Regions from separate parts of the Mus musculus genome. Here region 2 is linked to region 1. The links are chromatin contacts, called in public Hi-C maps. All regions are on one chromosome and are shown on one strand. Each heading gives the region's core, a stretch centred on a gene start, on an enhancer-like site or on the middle of the called end of the contact. The rest is flanking DNA. Distances are from core to core; before and after follow the strand shown.

What was found. Hi-C and Micro-C count contacts between places; a contact is called where the count stands out from the background.
Region 2: a Hi-C map of cerebellum shows a contact between it and region 1, with 4 times the contacts expected there. The contact joins two enhancer-like sites. A contact is called at or near these places in 2 of 484 Hi-C or Micro-C datasets (cerebellar granule neurons and cerebellum), 1 of 115 datasets of contacts at active chromatin or transcription factors (embryonic stem cells) and 1 of 9 other capture datasets (embryonic stem cells).

What each region holds. Positions count from the first base shown.
Region 1 is chr3:18,682,213-18,684,912 of GRCm38.p6, forward strand. No RefSeq gene overlaps it. Among named protein-coding and RNA genes, the nearest start is that of Gm30789, 40 kb to the left of the region's middle. Within about 2 kb of position 1,354, at least 4 of the 459 cell types and tissues checked have an H3K27ac peak or open chromatin away from gene starts, as enhancers often do. A contact at or near this core is called in cerebellum, where this site is marked.
Region 2 is chr3:19,059,055-19,061,754 of GRCm38.p6, forward strand. No RefSeq gene overlaps it. Among named protein-coding and RNA genes, the nearest start is that of Armc1, 100 kb to the right of the region's middle. Within about 2 kb of position 1,372, at least 15 of the 459 cell types and tissues checked have an H3K27ac peak or open chromatin away from gene starts, as enhancers often do. A contact at or near this core is called in cerebellum, where this site is marked.

The sequences.
Region 1 (2,700 bases), core at 104-2,603:
TGGAGGTTCATGAGTAATGTTTGCTAAGTAGAATGTCCAACTCCTTTCACCACGTGAGAGTAGGCTGTGTCATACTATTCCTCCTAAAGTAGTCACTGAGGAGCGAGACATGGTGCCGGTCACTGAAGAGCGACATGGGGCCAGAGAACAGCTGATCTTCTGATGGACCACACCACTAGGATACACTTCCCAATTTCTTTTGCAGTTAGTAGTGACTGATTCTAGCCAGTAGTTTAAGAGTAAAAGTAACCTCACAGAAATGCTACAGTCAACCTTGGTTATAAAATCTTCGCAATAAAGAACTTTCTTCCCTATTAGACACAAATACGCACATGGCTGCGAGAAATCGGCAAAGTCTCTGCCAGGCAAAATCCCAAGTCATTGTGTAGAACAAACTTTTCCACTCACTCAGAGCTGCCGCAGACAATCAATGGAGAGAAAAAATAAACATCTGGTGTATGAATGCCATTTATTATTTTTAGTCTATCATAGCAAGAAAATAAGTCCAAACTGTAAACAAAATACCTTTGTACCTTCTACATAGAAAACTAAAGGTTATTAAGAAACAAAATCAGATTCCATAAAAGTGAACATCCTTCCCTTTACTGTCATAAACAATTGCTTGACCTAAAACCCACTAAATATCCAAGGTCACTATATTCATTTTCGCTAAGTTGTTTTATAGCCAAATAAGATGTAGAAAAGGTGGAATGATAATTTATATGATGGATTTTTATCCTTTTTTCTTAAAAATGTGTATGAAAAAAACAAAAAACCCTAACTCTTCCCAAAACATCACCAAACTGCTAATTGATATTGAATTTGTTATGTCTACCCAAGACAGTTCTCACAACAAATTAACAACCTCATTTTATTTCTTTATTCCTACAGTTCTTTCCTGAGTCTTCTCCTAATTTCCCTCAAAGAGATCTTCCAATCTTTGTTACTTCCTATAAATTTAACTTAATATATCTAAGAAGAAGCAAAAATGCAACTGACATTTATACACACACACACACACACACACACACAAATCACCGTCCTGTGTTAGTAATGAAACTTCCAGTTAGCTTTCCCAACAGAGGAAAGCATTGTTTTGAGGGAAGAAGGTGTGTGTGTGTGTGTGTGTGTGTGTGTGTGTGTGTGTGTGTTTTCTCCTCAGTTTGTGATTTCATACTAAGAGGATTTGGTTTAGCTAGAGTACTTGGACCAGAAAATAAATGACTCCTGCTCATCCTGTAGGTGCCAACTATGTTCAAGCATGAGGGGTTGCTGGCCCACAGTGCCAGCATACAGCACCTTCGCAGGGAGGCCAAGGCCCTCATGCTCCAGCAGTACCAGACGGTGCTCCGATGAGCCGGGCTGCTTCTGGCAGGTGGTGGCACAGGAGGTAGTAAGTGAAAGCAGTTCAGCATAAACAGCTCCAGTGAAATACAAGAATAATACTCTGGCATCCTCAACTCATTTCCTCTCATTCATGACTCACAGTAAACACATATTCTGATGGGCAAATGGTAAAACCACCCCCAAGAAATGAAGATTCATCTCCAAACTCTGATGGAAGTTCTTGCTGATTGGAAAAGCTTTTTCCCTCAAGTCTGTTACGTCTGAACAAATAGGATAGTCTCCTCATTGACCTTGGAAGTCTGTCCCAGGCTGTTGGCCATTCTGGTCATCTTTTCTAGACCAGCTGCTGTCTCCATATTAATGGGGGGGGGGGGGGGTTGGAGCATTCCATGGGTCAGAAGAAGGTAATCTGTTCTGGGTCATTTCTAATCCATGGCAAGCCCAGGTGTACAGAATTGATTCAGCCAACAAGGAAAAAAGGGAGAGGGTGAAGAAGACAGAGAAACACAAAGACAGTGTTTAACACACCGCCACCACCACTCCTAACACAGCCATGGACAACTAACAGCTTAGAAATGTAAAATTGGCTAGTATTAAAAAGTCATTGTTTAACACACACACACATACTCACACACACACATGCACACACAGGTGTACATACACACCCTACAACACAACTACTAACAGTTCAGAGGTGTAAGATCTCCTACTAACAGATCAGAGGTGTAAGACTTGTATCTTTAGGATTGGAAGCATTGCACTCTATGAAGGGTGAACTGAGTTGACAGAGGTTCCTGACGGCTCTAAAGTGTATCTTACTGAAACTTGCTGAAAGATGAGAAGAGTTTATTATACTATACTCTTTAATTTTTTATAGAATTTAAAAATACCTATATGAAGGTTACAAAACAGGGTCTAGATTTGGCTTGGAGAGTAAACTGCTTGTCCAGACTTAAGCACAAGAACCTCCATTTGGATCCCTAGCATCCCTGTAAAAAGCCAGGCATACAGCACATGCCTGTAAGCCCAGCACAGGATGATGTAGGTAAAGATAGGGGGAGCCCAGGGCCTTGCCTGCCAGTGAGCCTATTTAAAAATCAATGAGCTCTGATTTCAGTGAGAGATTGTGTCTGTAAAACTATAGTGAGAAATAATTGAAGGAGATCCTGGACATCAACATTTGGCATCCACACATATGCGCATATGTGTGTGCACCCATGCACATACACACACAAGGAAAGTTACAAAAATAAAAGGTGAAACTTACCTAAATAAGTAATCAGTAAGTGTTACCAAGGATTTCTCTCCCATTTATGAATGTTTACAATTCTTGTCGTACTGTGATCTTCATCA
Region 2 (2,700 bases), core at 122-2,621, 380 kb after region 1:
GGAGCTCAGGCTGCACCAGATGGACAGAACACATAGACCATCCAGAGAGGGAGGAGGGCTGGCCCTATGGGACCTCGCAAGCCAGAAACGACATGGAAAGCCACTTCTGGTTTCCAGTGGAGCAGTAGAAAGGTTTGGCTTTTCAGAGGCTCCTGGGAGCTACTGGGTGAAGAGAGAGATAGTGGGCAGGCAGGAGGGCCATGAGGAATGGCTGCAGTCCTAGAAACACAGTGCAGAGCTCCGAGGCAGACGGTGCTGTATACACAGGCTCTCCCAGGCCGTTCTCTTCGCTGTTCTTCCCATGCCCTATCTTTTAAGTTTCTTCTGCTTCTCTACTCAGCCTTTTAGGAGGTCTCTCAGAGCCAGTTACAGTGTGAATGCCTGCAGCCTCAGCCATGCTAGAGGCTGCTGCAGAAGGATCAGTTGAGCCCAGGGTTTTAAGGCTGGTCTTGGCAAATAGTGAGGTCTCATCTCTAAAACAAAAAAATGTCTTCATTCCTTGGAGCCATACTAGGGAGATGCACTATCAGGAAACACTGCCAAGGTCACTTTCAATACGCATACAGAATCTCTGTCGTTGTGTGCTTTCTCCATCTGCTCCAGGCTGACCCTGTTCAAACACCATCTCCCCATCTCATGAGAAGGCCTTACCTGGACTCTCACTAGAACACAAAACTCCCCATGGCCTCTACTTTCCACTCTTCTTTGGGGCCCAGGTTCATTCCTTTGCCTATCAGCCTTCCCTACGCACTGAAGATCGTTCCCTGATGGTACTCATTGTCAATTTTGCTCAGCCACAAAAACAATTCACTCACCTGCCTCACTTGTCACCATTACTGACTGCAGAGTTCTTCCTTCTGCCCTGACTACTTAAACTTCACCAAGACACAATACTACAGCTATAGCAGACAGAAAGTGTGTAGATCCCCTTCATGTGCATGCTACTCACAAGACCATAACATTGCTGTTTGCTAAGTCACAAGGCACTTGGAACCTTAATGTTGCCTTAGACACCAAACACACAATGGGAGTACAGTCTACTCTACAACACTTCCAGCAATTAAAGCCAGAACACAAACAGATGCTTTTGTGTGAACATTGGAGTGTAAAGAGAGCTTTTTCTAAGCGTGATAAATAACAACAAAAGGCCGCTCAGCGCACAGAAGCACTGGGCCACAGCACTGAGTACAGGAATCCAGAGAGTTGAAAACGAGCTCTGTAAGTTCTGAGCCTTGACATCTTGGATCTGAATTTCCGCGGGTGTGCTGAAAGGCTCTCTGAAAGGTTTGTGCCAGTGGCCTCCCGGAGTGGCTGGGATGAGAAAGGCCAGGAGCACCGCTAAAGGCGCCTGCCACAGTCACCAGCTGCATGAGGCCTGAGTGCCCCCAGGCAAACAGACAAGCTCCGCTGGACCGGCAGACAAGCAGTCTCAGAGGCCCTCTTCCCCTGCACAAAGCACTGCTTCCCCTACTTCAAACCCTCAGCTCCTTAAAACTCCCACACCATGGAGAAATCTAAGGAAAGCAGGGGTTCCCCGGAGAGCCCAGATTTCAGGCCTGCTGGCTGTGCAGATAAAAGCCAGCAAAGGAGTACCCTGCACCAGCGCCTGTCCAAGCTCCTAGAGACTTCCCTGTACGGATGGACAGCCCTTTCAAGGATGGAGGGAGTTCTCAAATTATCCCTGCTGTGGAGAAGCTGAACCTCTATGTGGCTAGCCAGCGGGGCCAAGTACCAACTTCACCTGACAATGTAAGAAAGAAAGGAGAGTTCCATTAACATGTTCTTGTTTGATATTCTCTGTCTACAACGTAATCGCTTGCTTTCATTAGTTATTTCACTGGTGGTTCCACATTTTGAAAAAAAAAAGAAAAAGAAAAAGGGAGTTAGATTTTAAGTACATAACTAAATACACAAAATCGTTTCCTTCGGCGTTTTTACCATAGCAAAAACAAAAAACAAAAACCTGCCACCTATCAGCAGCACCCCTGGAGAACTCCGTGTCACCAGCAGGGAACTCTGCACTTGTGGAAGATGCCTATGGCTGAGTGAAATTTAAACAGGAACTGCAGAGCAGTATCAGTGAAGTCTCCTTTTGTTTAAAGATATGCACCTTTATCTTGGTTTTGGAATAATCTCCAGAAGGATAGCTACAAGCTTCCCAGGGGAGATTGTGGGAAAGTGTATTTCCTGTTTTGTTCACTTCTGTATAAAAAACAAAACAAAAACAAAAACAAAAAAAAAAAAAGACTTTCAACAAGCATCCTATATTTATACAAACAAAAATCCATGTTCAGAGGGGTGTGTGTGTGTGTGTGTGTGTGTGTAAGTTCCTAAGCTGGGGAACAAAGAACTCTAATGTAACAAGTAGTGGATAACGATGTCTTATTTGTTACTATAGTATCTATAGAACATACTATTGTCACTTCATAAGAAGTTCATGACCCTAAAGTTAGAAAATCCAGGTCATTAACAGAAATGCAGCCTCTTTGCTTCAGTGGGGAAAAAACAAAACCCTGCCACAGTCTATTGTTAAGTCCTCACTGGGGAAACTTGAGAGCAGACCCCACAACGTGGGGTGTGAAGTGAGTCCAGGTGAGAACTGCAGAGGGACAAGTCCTCCACAGCCCAGTCTCCTCTGGCCCTCCCACTCTCTCCTCAAGGCTGGCCCTGATACCTACAAATCACTTCTTTCCCCCTTCC